2 separate regions of the Rattus norvegicus genome follow, and region 1 is linked to region 2. A link is a contact called in public Hi-C data. All regions are on one chromosome and are shown on one strand. Each heading gives the region's core, a stretch centred on a gene start, on an enhancer-like site or on the middle of the called end of the contact. The rest is flanking DNA. Distances are from core to core; before and after follow the strand shown. Region 1 holds the start of Ice1 (interactor of little elongation complex ELL subunit 1). Region 2 holds the start of Adamts16 (ADAM metallopeptidase with thrombospondin type 1 motif, 16).

Region 1 (7,135 bases), core at 1,635-4,134, 210 kb after region 2:
GAGTAGTTCCTTACTCTCATATTCTGAGGCCCCGAGAACATTCCAGAAGATCCATTGGAACATCCTAGGTTCCTGTTCCTCCAAAGTTCTTCCTGCTTAATCTATCACTTACTTCAGACATGCCTATGTTGTTGGGTGCTTGCTGTTAGCAATCCCCTCCACACCTGGAACAAATCTAAGTTTGTTTGGTGTTTCTCGTTGCAAAATGCCACAGACTGAGTGATTTTTAAGAAGAGATTGATTAGGGTTCCCTGATGCAGTGGCCTAAGGCTGAAAGAGAACACCCGGCAGTGGTCTTAACTCTGGGGAGTCCCCAAGGCAGGGAATTGCAAGGCAAGGGACAGGGAGTGCCCCTGTGTGTCTCCTCCAGTCTCCCTCTGCTTTTCTGAAGCTACTGCACCCCATCATGGGGCTTCACACTGATGACCTTACCTAATCCTTCTTGTCTGCCTGAGTTTCTACTTCTAAATGCTCACCTAATGGTGTGGGTGTGAATTCCTATTCTCGTATTAGCACGCAAAAGGAAATAAGCTACCGCATGTGTTTGGGAGGGAAAGAACCATAGCAAGTTTTATTTATCTGTCTTCCGAGATAGATAGAGCCATCAAAGAATGTCAAAAGCTCACTTGTGGTTTAAAAAAAATGGCACCACACAATTTAAATTGTAGTATTTGCAAAATTAGTTAGCTAGTGGTCTACATTTTATTCCCAGCACTTGGGAGGCAGAAGCAGGCAGATCTTCTCTCCAGGTCGAGGCCAGCCTAGCTACAGAGCAAGTTCCAGGACAACCAAGTCTACAGAGAAACCCTGTCTTGGAAAAAAAAAAAACCCTAACAAATAAAAATAAGAAAAACTAGTTGAAATTAAGAAGCAAAAAAAAAAAAAAAAAGGAAGATGGTGTTGACTCAGGATTGCAGGAATAAATGGGGAGCCTGGAAGGCCAAGTGGGACAGTGGGACTTCCACACAGTTAAGTTAGCAGGCAGAGCGTTTCAGAAAAGAGACAAGTGCCGGAAGTGTGCTGCGGCAGAACACAGCTTTGCAGGCCCCTGCAATGCAGTGTTGCAGTTTTGCCAGAATATACTAGAGTGAGAGGGTGGAGGTTTCTTCTCTGCTAAGGCAATTTGCATTAAAAATAAATACATAAAAATAAACCCACCCTGATGGGAAATAAAATTACTGTGAAGATAAATCTGTATGGGTCAGAAGTAAGAACTGGACAGTTGTCAGGGTCAACATCAATTTCCCTGGTCCCTAATGGATGACATGGTTTGCTTCACAAGGCACACTGTTCTCTCCTGCATCTACTCACTTCCCCTTCTCTAACTGTCCCAGAAAGAAAGAGAGAGAAAGAGAGAGAGAGAGAGAGAGAGAGAGAGAGAGAGAGATTGATTCTAGATAAAGAAAGAGAGATAGTCTAGTGTCCTGGGCCCCAACCCCACTGTGAGACCACTGATCCTTGTATCCACAGGAATTCCATGTTGGAAGAAGGAAATGGTTGAAACCAAGGACCAACCAGAACAGAAGCCTATATCTAGACAAAGACTTTCCTCAAAGTTTTGGCAGCTTGTCAAAGTTTGCCTTTCAACAGAAACTAGAGCCAACACAATGATGGATTTATGATAGGAAGGGCCACAGACACCATGATTACTTATACATGCCTCCTGCTCTTCACTTAAACCTAAACCTGTGTCATGACTCTCAAGATGGACTTGAAGTCACAGCTGAGGGTGGAGGTAGTTACTGGATCTTTTTCTTTCTAATGTGATCACTTTGGATATATGTTTTTCTGTTTTTAACTATAAATTGTGTCCTTTAGTTGGCCTGTTGAGGTTAGGCAGCCAGGCCTAACTTTTTAGTTACCAGGGATTGGCTCTGACCCTCAACCCCAACCCAATGTTCTGCTTGTAGTCTTACACATTCTGTTGCCAGCCTCTGAGGAAACCTGGGCCGTCTACACAGACTGTGTGTCAGGTTATGGGCCTGTCTTGCTTGGGTGTGAACAACAATGACAAGACGTTCAGCTGTTTTGGAGTATCTGTTTGGTCTTTTCAACCTCAAAGAAGATAGCTTGAAGAAAGGAACAGTGTGCGAGGCGTCTGAGGTGTACTTTCCATCACGAGACATCATCGCCACAGGACCGACAGGTCTGGATGCCCTCTTAATAAATGCAACAGTATTGTTGAAATTTCAGAGATTGGGACTTTGTAACAGAAGACCAGGAACCGCCAGAAACTTCCTAGTAGACAGATACTGATGGCAACAAAGAACATTTCTGAGAGTAGTGGATACAATGTTAGGAGGTCCACCAGAGATCAAGCCCTGATTTCTAGTTGCTGTTAAGGCTGAATGTGGATCTTGCCTTTTCACCTCTCCAGCAGAAATGTGACCGTGGTTGGGAAACCGCTCGAAGAAGTTATTCCGTGTGCTATGTGCAGACACACCCCACACATTAGCTGTAGAGCACGGAGCCCTGGAGGATGGCCTAGGAGGGTGTTCGCCCCCGATGCCGCGAGGCATTCCGGGAATTGTAGTTTTTCTTCCGCTCCCTACTTGACTACTGGGAGAACAGTTCAGCTCTGCAACTTGCACTCTGCAGACCCAGGCTCGGGTCCTCCCTTGGCAGTAGGCATGACAATGACGTCACAAAACCCCGCCCCTTGGAGGCTAAAGGGATTTAGATGTCTACACAGGGCCTGTAATGAGGCAGCTGACAGGGGCGCACAGACAGTTAGTGAGGGCAGGACCTGGCTCTTGTTCAGCTCTTCCAGGGTGTGTCCTAGGGATTTGCTCTTTGTGCGGTCCCGCTGCGTGTTGGCTTTTTAATCAGGCGGGGCTGCGGACAGCCCTGATGGGGGCGGGGCCGGGTGGGGCGGGGACCTCGTGTGCTGTCGTCGCTTTAGGCCCTCCGGGCTGCGCCGCTCCTCAGTGCTCTGAGCTGCTTCGCTGGTCCGAGCCTTAGGCCGGCTCGACGGGGACCTCAGTGCACGCATGGACCTGCCCGCGCCCGGCGGGAAGCGGCCAGGCTGGCGGTGGCCCGGGCGGCGGAGCAGGGCCGAGGCAGCGGGCCCCTGAGCGCGCGCCCTGCAGGCCGGGCCGCAGCACCATGATGCCCGGCGAAACGCACCCGGCGGCGCCCGGGCCAGCCGACCTCGCGCGGTGTCAAGGCTGCGCCTCCCTGCAGCAGGTGCGAGGATCCATGGCCGACCGGTTTGCGTTGTTTTGGGGGCGGGTGCGGGTGCGGGTGCTTTGTTTAATCTCAGACCCAGAATTGGTTCAGCTGCTGCGATGCTGGCGGGGGACAGTGAGCGTGCTCTTCTGGGCTCCTTCTCGCCTGCGGGACTCAGGGGTTTGCAGGGCCGAATTGGGTTGGTGGGTGACGCTGTCTAAGTGCGGAGGGAATCATCCTCTCTGGGATGAAGGCCTCCTCGCACTCCTAATTATTTGTTGCTTGAAGGCAAGGGTTTTATGTTGCGTTCCCGGTTTGCTAGACTTCAAGATTCGGAAGATACATTTCAGCTTACACGTATCTATTAATATACCATCAAGCGTAGCTTTTGTTAAGTAGTATGTTAGTTGTCTGATTAAAATGTCCCAATGAAGATATGTAGGTCTGGTTAGTTTGTTACAGTGGCATGCCCTGTTCTTAACAATGAATCATTGCAGATAGGTTCTGGGCTTTACTGATGCAATGGAAGTAGTCCCCAGTGCTCAGTTCTGGAGACTCTCACAGCTTTCTGTCTTAAAGTCCCGTTCAATTATTGTCAGTGGCATAAGGGAACTCGCCCTTGCCCCTGTTCAGTTCGTCCCCTTTCTGCCTGGTGTTCTAAGTACTGTTCACTTTCTGGTAAGCCAACTGGACACGGATAAGATGAACGAACGTGCACAAGTACTACTCGACAGGCTTTTAGATGGAAAATGTAAGAGGGTCCTGGGTGAGGTGTTGAGGCAGTGGGAGTTGGAATGTTGAAAAGCAGCTCCGGATATCGGTTTTTAACAGGTGGGACGGTTTCTTGGTGTTGGATGAGCAAAGCCTGTGGAAGGAAGCCTTGTGGTTGGTGAGATAAGGGATGCAGACCAGGTAGTTATCTGTGGAAACCTGATTTTTATTGTAAAGTGCAATGTCTCTGCGACGATTCATATATTCTAGTCGTTTGGGGAATAGGAAATGGGAAATATGGCACTCTTGTATGGAGAAGATGGAGAACCAAGCCATGTTGTAGCGAGGCTACATCGTGTAGACATCTTATAACCCTCCCCTTCCTTTCCAAGGTTCTGAATGGCATGCATCTTTAATGGACCATATTTGTGTTTTGAGCCTATTCACTCAAATTTTTTTTTGTTATCCTACTGGTTTATATGTAAATGTATATGTAAAGAGAAGAGGAAAGTTATATTAGAAGTAACATATTGGTAACAAACAGGCAAAAAATAGGAGGGGCTTGAGTGGGTAAGAACCAGGCCTGAAGAGGCTGGGATTTTGTGGTCTTCGGAAAAATCATATTTGAGCAAGGTTGTAGGAGTATGAGTTCTTTTGATTATTTTCTTTGGAGCCAGACATCCTAGTGGATGCCTTGAGGCCCGAAGTAATTCCTGGTGTGCTTGTGAAGAAGATGAAGGCCCGTGAGGCAGGGTAGACTTTAGTATTTGCAGATGTCAAAATAGCCAGAAGAGCCCTGGTTGTATGAGCTTGAGCTTCCCCGGATGAGGTGGTGAGTCACTGCAGGTATATTTGTACAAACAGCTGTGTGACCCATGCCTCTCAGCCCTCTGCAGAGCTTCATCCACACACTGCCCACCACGAGTCCCTGTCCTGTTGAATCAGCAGTACCATTGAGTTCTTTAGGTTGCTTAGGCCAGAAACTGGTGACCATCTTAGTGCCTCCCTTCTTTGACACCCTGGATCCGGTTGGTTTGCTGGGTTTCTTGACCCTGCCATCTCTATTTCTTACCACCTTCACTGTTGGAAGCATTCTAATCTATGGCCTAGAAGCTACTGCTTTTGATTCCCAAGGGCATCTTTTTTTTCCCTTCCCTCCAAGCCATACTCTCACATTGGTGAATAGTGAGTAGAGGAGAGGTTCTTTTAGCTCTGTATACACCTGGTATGTAAACTTTGTTCTGTCAGAGGCAAGATCATAAGTAACTGTGGAACATTGTTCACACTTGCCACTGAGGTGTGAAAGCAAGAGTAAGAGTCCCAGGGCCGTGCTCCCACCAAGAGAAGGGTAGCTTCTGAGAGGGCTTTTCAGGCAGTAGTGTTTCAGAGATAGCATTGAGTTCTGATAGCATTTGCAAAGCGAGCCTGGGAAGATGGGTCCCTAGCAGATGATAGAACATCCTAGGAGGTTCTGTGCTTATTTCCTGTATGATGAGAGATGGAAGCTTTTGTCATCACCAAAGCTAAGTGTGTAGTAAAGCTCAAAAGTCACAGGTGGAAGGCACAAGATGAACTGACGAATGGGAGCGGTGTTTGACTAAAGGTAAATTAGCTCACTAATGTGACCCAGTAAGCATTACAGTGAGGAGTTCATCAGAAGCTCTAGGGAACAGAATGACAGTAGGAAAAGCCCTGAGAGTGAGAAACAGAGTAGGGTGAAGTGTTAGAATGGTTCTCATGTTTGGGGTGTGGAGGGTACCAAGATTTCAGCCTTTGAATAACCACATGAAGTATGGTGAAGAAGGAAAGGAAGCTGAGGTAGAAAGGTTGTTGGAAATCTGGGGCTAAAACTTTAAAACATTAGACTGGGGAATTTTAGCTATTTTTCAGAAGTTTGTGGAGTGTATTTGAAATGTTCTAATATACTTCCAAGGTAACGGAAGCCAGTTTTAGGTTTCTATGGCTTGGAGTTCATAATAATCTTTTTCTGGGGGAGGGGTTAGGTAGTATATTGAGTTATTTGAGCTCTGACAATTCCTAGCTTCTGAGGGGAATCTGGCAGCTGGGTCTGGTCCCTTGAAGAAAGCATGGAATGGGGAGGGGTAGGAAAAGATAAGGAGACTTCTACAGGAATTGGGTTGCTGGCCTGTCAGGAGGAGAAAGATGGCTGGACATCACTACAGCAAGTAGTGTTTGTAGCTTGAACTTTTCAGGAGAGAAATATCAGAAGAAGCCACTGATACTTCTCATTCCTGCAGCTCTCCAAATAGTCTTTCCCACAGTTGCCCCTGCCCTGGTGCTGGACCTTCATTCTGACTTGGAGTCTTAGGGTAGCTAGTTCTGAACTGAATAGTCTTTGCTTGCGGAACACCTTGCTGTCGGTCTGGCCCTTGTTTTCTTTAATGTGGAAGATACCGTTGCCTTTTTATCTGCTGTGTCAGAAATGTATCTAAAGGCAGCTGTGCTTGCCAGCATCTTAAGTATCTTTTGTTAGTTTCACAGAGCACTCTTCACCTTCGGGTTGTAGTCATTTGTTACTGATCTGCAGCCCAGCAGCCACAAGTTCTAGAATCTCACTAGTCACAAAAACCAGTGGGGGTGAGTCTGTTGGTGCTATGTAAATTAGGCAAGCATTGAGTTACACGGTTTTAGATTTAAGCCAAGGGATTGGATGTTGGAAGTCACTTTCCTTTTGGGGGAACATTTGAGACTCTGCACTTTGCATTAGAGTTGGTCAGCATGTAATAGCTGCCGAGAGTCCCCAGAACAGGAAACTGGTCAGAAGTACTTCATTTAAAGGATCCTCAACTTGTAAAGGAGCTCCAGGAGCTAAAACATGAAGCCTGAGAGAGTAGTTGTTAGATACCTGCAGAGATCACTAACCCTACCCTAACCAAGAGGACCCCTTCCTTTCCTAGAACTGTTGACAGTTGACCCCTACCTGCACACAGGAATGGGGGTCAGCTGGACCAAGAGGGCCCTCCACCTCCCATATTTGCTGATCTCACTATTCAGGAAGTTCAGTTCCAAACAACATAAATAAACCTGGCTCGGAAGACAAGAAAAAAAAAATTGTTCAGTTAGGAACACTGCAGTGTCTAACTGGTAATACTAGGATACTGACATGCACACAGGCCTTGGGAGTGGTTCAGAAGGAGCTCAAACAGGTAACTTGGAAGGGTATGTTTTCTCTCTAGTATAGTGGTTCTCGACCTTCCTAATGCTATGACCCTTTAACATATGCCTCAAGTGTGTG
Region 2 (7,519 bases), core at 4,096-6,595:
TCATATAAGTCACTAGTGTGAAGAGGAGGAACTGTGGCCCTCATTTGCAACCTGTTTATCCATTTTCTGTTTATCGACCACTTAAATCAAACACCTGTATGTTTTTCAAAAGCCCTCTTTAGTAAACTCTAACTCTACTTCATGCTCTAATTCAAAACTCCCTTCTGCAGTGAAATCATGAATCCCAGTGCCACCTGAATAAAGGTCTCTGCCAGCACTGCTGGGCTCTGTCTCCTCCGGTACCACTACTTACATAACGAAGAATCATATACTGTTAATATAAACTTGGATTTCATAATATGTGATTAGTAGTATAGGTAGTGTCATTCTGAGAACATAGTATACCACTGTGTACATTGTTGCTATTATTGGAAGTATCCATGTTCAGTTCACTGAAGGAGATAAACACAAATGAGCAATTTTGAACTCCTGCCCCAAATGCTGCCTGCCCTTCCTGCTTTCAGCTTCTCTTTCTTCTCTTTGTCTTCGAACTGTGACATCTCAAAATGGAAGAAAACTGTGCCATGTAGTGAGCAGCAGATTGCAAAAGTCCATGGTGACCAGCAGATTCCAAAGGTCCAGGGTGAGCAGCAGATTGCAGAGGTCCAGGGTGATCTAGAGGTTGCAGGAGTCCAGGGTGGTTCTGCCTTCCCCTCTCAGCCATCAAGACAATTCTGATTTGTCCCCGAGACTTAGAGATCTCATCAGGGAGGTGCTGTGGTCAGATAGGGCTTGATCACAACGAGTGGTAGGAGTTCCCATCTGGTGCAGAAGAGAAGTTCTTCAGCATCCTGAGTTCCAAAGCTATGCTCCCTGTGATCCCAGGAAGCCCTAACCAATAGGGTAGATGGCTGGACTCAGCCCTGATTTTTCCCCAGACTGAACATTTTTAATTTCTTTCATAAAAATACTTGTATTACTTCTTACTATCCTTAATTTTCCTGATGGAGGAGAAATTCTATTTCCAGGTTTAGAAAGTACCCTCAAGTGGGATCAAAGGAGAGGCTGGGGTAGAAATGTCCTTTAGCCTGACCTGGTCCAACCCTTCCATGGAACAGTGGAGTTAGTAGTGTCAGGTGTGGTAACCTGAACTGTTCTGCCTTCTCTGTGGGACAGCTGCTCACCTGTGACTTGTGAGGAGGAGCCTTAATGCTTCTCAGTCCTCCAAACTGCAAAGTTACTGGACAATACCCTGTCTCTGTGCCAATGGCACTGTGCTCTTCCAGCCTGCAGGAAGTGCCAAATACCCATACAAATCATTCAGAAAAGAACATGAACTGCAAGACTTTGCCATCGGGACCTGTCCTCAGTATCCCCTGAGTCTCTGTGGCCATTGTGATCCCAGCTGTTTGGCTGACTTCCAAACCTGGGACCACCACAGTACAAACTAAGCAGTCCTTGTAGCATGCTCACACAAATCACACACACACACACACACACACACACACACACACACACAAACCTCTGTCAATGCAGTTGTGTGAATGGCAGTTTTTCATTCCAGGTAATGTTCTATATCAGTTTGCATTGCTTGGAGTCAAAGCTTATGTGCTTCACAAAAGCCTAATGACAAAGTTAAGTCCTTATCTAATTCTGCTTCCTCAGGGGGAAAACGGCTCTGCTTCTCCAGTCTGGAAAGGGGCAGCATAGCAGAAAGGTCAGCACTTCTAAGCTTCTTTACCCCAGACATTTGGCAAAGCACTTCCATTTTCCCTATTTCACTCTCTCAAACAACTTGCTTCCCCCTGTACTGCTAAGAATGGAACTGCAGCCTCCTTCATGCCAGGCAAGTGTCTGCCTCCGAGGTACTCCACCAGTCCATCACAAGGACTTCTTAATGAGGCCCTGCTGTCATGAGGAGACAATGCAGCCCCCCAATTAGAAGAAGCAATGCATCCACAGAGAACAACAGTAAGCCGGCCGGCCTTCACGGACCACTGGAGTTAACTGCAGTCATAGACAATTTGTAAACCAACTGGCCAAGTTCCAAAACACCTGTATTCACAAATCCAGGCAGCAAGGCAGACAAGGCTATAGCAGGCTGACCTTCATGTTCCTAAACATGGACTCAGTTCGTGAAGTGCTGGAGTCTCAGGAAGCTGCAAGGTGAAGACTGTTTGGACTCTTGCTTTGAAGTAGGACCTTTTATATTATAGCACTTTACATTCTGAATTAGTTTATCCTCTGTCTATACATTTTGGAGACCAGGCACCAGTATTGTGGGGACAAACCCCATGAGGTGTGGGCATTCAATTCTACCCATCCCTTTTCAGTCATTTGCCCTCTTCCCCATCCTTCCCTGTGGCTCCTCCTAGAGGAGGGCATGTTACAGCACTTTAACCTCTGACCTTCCGCTCTTCTCAGTCTCGGTCAGCCCATGTGTTGTTCCAAGAGCCTGGCTCTATCGTGAACACTGGATTTCTTGAACAGGCAAGGAAAATGGAAGGGATCTGCCCTAGTAAAAAACATTGCCTCTTCACCATGGGAAGTCTCATTGAGACTGTGTTAGGTTACATTGTAAGAGCAAATGTATAATTTCAGCCATCTGTCCTTCTTTCTGGGTCTTGGAACTTGTGAAAGAAAGCTCCAGGCATCTCCACAGACAGTCTGGTTCCCTTCAAGTCACCCTGGCCAGGACTGGGGATAATTAGAACCCCCACTTACCAAACACGTGAGGCTCTGCACCCACCCAGAAGAAGCCCTCCTCTTTCTAGGCGTCATTTGGGAGAACTTCCAGTGCTGCCCACCTTGGTCTGTCCCAGCCCATGGCTGAGAGCATGACTCTGAGGAGTGAACTGGGGAAGGAGGAGACAGAGAAGATACAGCTATTTGAAGGACAGTTTCACATTCAGACCTTTGCATAAAAGTTAAAATGTCGGTTTTTGTAACTAAAGTTAAAAGCAACACTAGTTCATGTTTGTAGTGGCTGGTTAAATCTCAACATGACACAAATGGGACTCACCTGAAAGAGGGATTCTCAACTGAGAAAATGCCTCTACCAGATTGGCTTATGGGCAAGCCTGGGGTACATTTTCTTGATCGGTGATTAATGTGAGAAGTAACAGTTCTGAAGGCTGCACCACTCCCAGGCTGACAGTTCTAGTTACTAAGAAGGCCAGGCTGACCAAGCCATGAGGAACAGTTCAACAGGGCAGCACTCCTCTGTAGCTTCTGCACCAATTCCTACCTCCAGGTTCCTTCCTGACTTCCCTGGATGAGGTAATACAAAATGTAATACAAACTTTGTTCTCCAAGTTGATTTTCCTCATGGTGTTTTAATCACAGCAACAGAAAACCCTAAGACAATGGGTATTAGAATAACAATTTAAAAGTCAGTTGGATACTTTGTAACTGTCTCAGGTTCCTTCAGAGGGCCTCTGACATCCCCAGCTGAGCTTTGACCAGGTTATTGTATCAGGTATGATTTTTTTCCAATGTATTGGGCCTAAAATCCAACAAGAAAGCCTGTGGCTAACCCCCAAGCAGCCACACCACTATTGGACTGGTGGGTAATTCTTGCCTGAAAGATTGGTATTGTGAACTCATAGCATCCGAGGCTGCTTGTGTGAAACCTTTGTAAAACGTCCCATTAGAGTTCCATCACAGACAAGCCTTATCAGGCCCTACCCTCCTGTAGGGACTACAGATAGTTAAAGGTTGCAGGAGTGAGGGAGCCATCTTTCTCAGTGACATAGCCACTGGTACATTGCCCCTGTTCCAATAACTACTCTCCATGGTCATTCAGGAAGCCCTAATGAACTCCTCTCCTTCCCCCCTTCCCCCTCCCCCTGCCCACTCCTCTCCCCTCCCCCTCCCCGTCTCTCTCTGTGCACACCTGTGTGTGTGTGTGTGTGTGTGTGAGAGAGAGAGAGAGAGAGAGAGAGAGAGAGAGAGAGAGAGAGAAGGAGGAGGAGGGAGATGTTTGGAAACAAGAGAGGGCAAAGAGAGGGGGTTAAGAGGAGATAATGGGCAGCTTTAATAAAAGAACATAGTTTATGTGTATGGAATTGTAAAAGTGTAAAAGAATGAAACAATAGACAACAAAACTGTACTCTTTGCAGACATTTTCCATATGAACAACTGAGAGAGAGAGAGAGAGAGAGAGAGAGAGAGAGAGAGAGAGAGAGAGAGAGAGAGCACAGAAGAGAGGGGTGTGGATATGAATACGCAGATCAGTTCATCTCGATTTCACCATCCTTTCTGAGATGTTTGACACTTTAGGCATATATAGAGCCATTCCGGGGCATCTGGGCTCAGTGTAGGCTGGGGTGAGCACCCTGAAAACTGCAGCCACTACTGCCATGCCATCCCCCTTCTCGGCCTTGCAACCAGGCAAGGTTAGTGCAGCTGCAAATGGAGGACCCTAGAATGGCAGCTGCATGGGAGCCTGGGACCTGAGACAGACAGACAGACCGTGGGTGGAGGGCACCTGCTGGGATGGACAGTTATTGGCAGCTACACTTGCAGAAACACCTACCTGTGTACTCAGTGCGGTATGTACCTGTACCCATGCTGCGGAAGACACTCTCAGTCATTGATGGTCACAAAAGATGCTCATACTAAAAAACATACAGAGGCCATGATGTGCCAGGATGCAGGCCTAGAGCAAGAGCACTCACTGGTTGCCTTGGATGGACCTGTTCTGGTCTAGGTTGGGGCTCCTACACTTCCTAATAGGATACCCTGTGAACCCAGCGATCGCACACCTACTCTCCCAGCAGGCCAGCCAGAGGATAAAGTGAACCTGAAATCAGTCACTGCTGTCTAATACAAAAGTAGAGGTGTGGGAAAGAAACTCAGGTTCCGAATAGCCTGCTCGGCCCTGCCCTGCCCTGCCCCATTCACCCGGGCCATGAAGGATTCACATTCATTCATAAGCAGATCCACTCCTCCCAGTACACCACCCACTAGAAGGAAAGGCGGGCGCCAGAGGGGCTGTAGCACGGGGAGGAATGGAGTAGAGCTAATATCAGCTCTCCGTTTTGCCCTTAGGTGAGACGTCCCACAGAACTGCAGCAGTGCAGTTGGCAGAGGACTTTGGAGTAACACACCAGGAGAGTTTTCACAAAAGAGCAAGAGTGGATGGTTAGATACTACTGACCTTGTCTCTACCCCATGTTCTCAGGTAAGCGGACAAAACACCCCCCTGCTGGGTTATATGTGTGAAGGATGCCCAGTGCTTACCACAGGTCTGCTTCATCTCCTCTCCCTGCCACTCCTCTCTGACCCTCCTCCCCCTTGTACCCCTCCTCCCTGCTTTACTCCCTCCTCTATCCCCTCCCCTCTCCTCTCCTTTGCCCTCCCTAGCCCTGCCCTCTCCTTCCCTACCCTCCTCCCGGCTGTCCCATGGTTGAGGCGAGTGCTCTGCCGCCCCCGCCACCATTGCCACTCCACCCCCTGGTGCAGAGCGAAGCTGCAGTGATAACTCCGATGTGTGTGGTGGAGTCGCTGCCTGGAACCCCTGCGATTTTGCCGGGTCGATCCTCTGCACCCTAGCACACTGCTAACACCAGTGACCCAATCTAGACCACTGAGCTGAGTCCTGTGAGCCCGCGGGGCACACAGGGATGGAACCCCGCGGTTGCTTTGCGCTCTGGGTGCTGTTGCTGGCGCAGCTCAGTGAGCAGGTGAGTGGCGCTAGGGCCAGCATAGTCTCTGAAGGCTGGAAGTGCATTCCTCCCTCGGCCGAACTCTGCAGTGCCGTTTTACTGAGGTGTCCTCATTTTTTTTTTTCTAGCAAACACCTGCGTGCGCCCTAGGAGCTGCAGCTGCAGCGACTGAGCGCCTGGGAGACCCTCATCCTCCCTCTTCCTCCGGGTCGGACTGGCTGGAAACCAGCGGTAAGTTCGCGTGGTGGGAACTCTCGGTTCCTCACAGGTAAGCGGCCACAACCCCCTCTACACTGGTCTAAAAGCCTCCTGGGGCTTAGGACGCCAAAAGCTTTGAAGATACCATCCTGCTTTTACATTTCATTCTGAGCACACGCTCACGAATAACTTCCGACCAATGTCTGTATCATATTTCCTAGTAAAATGGTAAAATAGCCAGTGTTACATTGGAGAAGGGGTGATATATCTGAGCGTAGGGAGACTCCAGGTCACTCTATATATTAACACAGTGAAAGCAACATTAATGTATACACCAAATCTATCTTAAGCAACGTAGTCCCCACTCCAGCATCTCCCCTCTTGCCTTTCAGCCTTCTCCACCTTTGACTGTCACAGGAAGAAACAAAAGGCCACTTAATATCACTAGCACAGGGGACATCCCGGGGAATATTAGTGTTCTGTCCTGGACCTCCTTGGACTAGAATCGGAGTCTTCTACAAGGCACAGTCATCTCAGTGATTATTCACAAGTGACTGTCCCCTGTGAAGTGTCCTAGCAATGACAGCTGATGACCAAGAAAGCGAACAAGCGCACTTGCTAGGAGGCTCTACTCCGAGCTGGGTCCATAGCAAAGGCTGGACTTTACTCACCCTGTCCTGTCTTGGGATGAATTAGCCTGAGAATGTTAGGAGAATTGGCGACCAGAGGCGAGCCAGGTTTAATCTTCTCGGCAGAGTTTCAGAAGATGTACACAATTAAAGAACTGACACTCCGGATATCTTCATTATCGCTTTCTTCCTCATGATAAACTTAGAACTGAATTCTTCTTATTGTTAAGGGTTAGATGAATCTCGACCTGAGTGCCACTGGAGGGCGCCAGACGCAAACAGTACAGTGACTTAGCCTCTGCAAGGGAAGGCTGATTGTGTTTGAAGTCCACCCTCTGTCACCTGCATCTCCAACCAGCTTCTACTCCTCTTATTTCTATTCCCGAAACATCAGGACCCACAGGAGGTGTCCATGCTCTAACTTAGAACTTTGCTCTGCTTTCAGAATAAAATCGGAAAAATCCCATAGGGACTCGTGGCATTTTGTACATTAATTTATTATGTGTGTAGGGTGCATGGCATTGTGGTCACGGGACAACTTGTGGGAGTTCAGGGATCAAACTCTGGTTGTCAGACAGCATGGAGCAGGCTGAGTAACCCAGCCATCCCACTTGGGACACTTCTATTGCACTGATGAAGTGTTATCCAAGATGATAACATTATAGACAGAACACTATTCAGGAAGAGAAGACAAGCTTAGTGCCCAAGGCCACAGGCAGGCTTCTCATGCCTAATGTCTCGGTCCTGGATCCCAGAGGCAGTGCTTTCATGGGAGACTCTCACTTGCCTAGTGTGCAGAGAGGGTGTGAGTTCTTGCAAGCTGGTGTTAACTTGTGGAGGCAAGATACCGTAGCCCCTTCCTGGTTATCAAAAGAGAAAGAGGCAGAGTGGACAGCAGTCACGCAGCAGAGGCAAGGTGTGACAGAGCACATGTGACCTTCAGGTCTGCATATTGTGCATGGCTCATGTCCATGATACAAGGTAAATTTTTTTTCTTTTTCTTTCTTTCTCTTTTTTTTTTTTTTTTTTTTTTTCGGAGCTGGGGACCAAACCCAGGGCCTTGCGCTTGCTAGGCAAGCACTC

Evidence for each region. Hi-C and Micro-C count contacts between places; a contact is called where the count stands out from the background.
Region 1: a contact with region 2 is called in a Hi-C map of kidney, with 8 times the contacts expected there. The contact joins the promoter of Ice1 here to the promoter of Adamts16 in region 2. A contact is called at or near these places in 11 of 12 Hi-C or Micro-C datasets (the A7r5 cell line, Schwann cells, frontal cortex and 6 more) and 1 of 1 datasets of contacts at active chromatin or transcription factors (oligodendrocytes).

Annotation. Positions count from the first base shown.
Region 1 is chr1:34,465,955-34,473,089 of GRCr8, forward strand. It overlaps Ice1 (interactor of little elongation complex ELL subunit 1), which reads left to right and starts at 2,885. Exons shown (of 19, transcript NM_001427643.1): 1 at 2,885-3,186. The coding sequence starts at 3,106.
Region 2 is chr1:34,253,554-34,261,072 of GRCr8, forward strand. It overlaps Adamts16 (ADAM metallopeptidase with thrombospondin type 1 motif, 16), which reads left to right and starts at 5,346. Exons shown (of 23, transcript NM_001372015.2): 1 at 5,346-5,627; 2 at 5,738-5,840. The coding sequence starts at 5,568.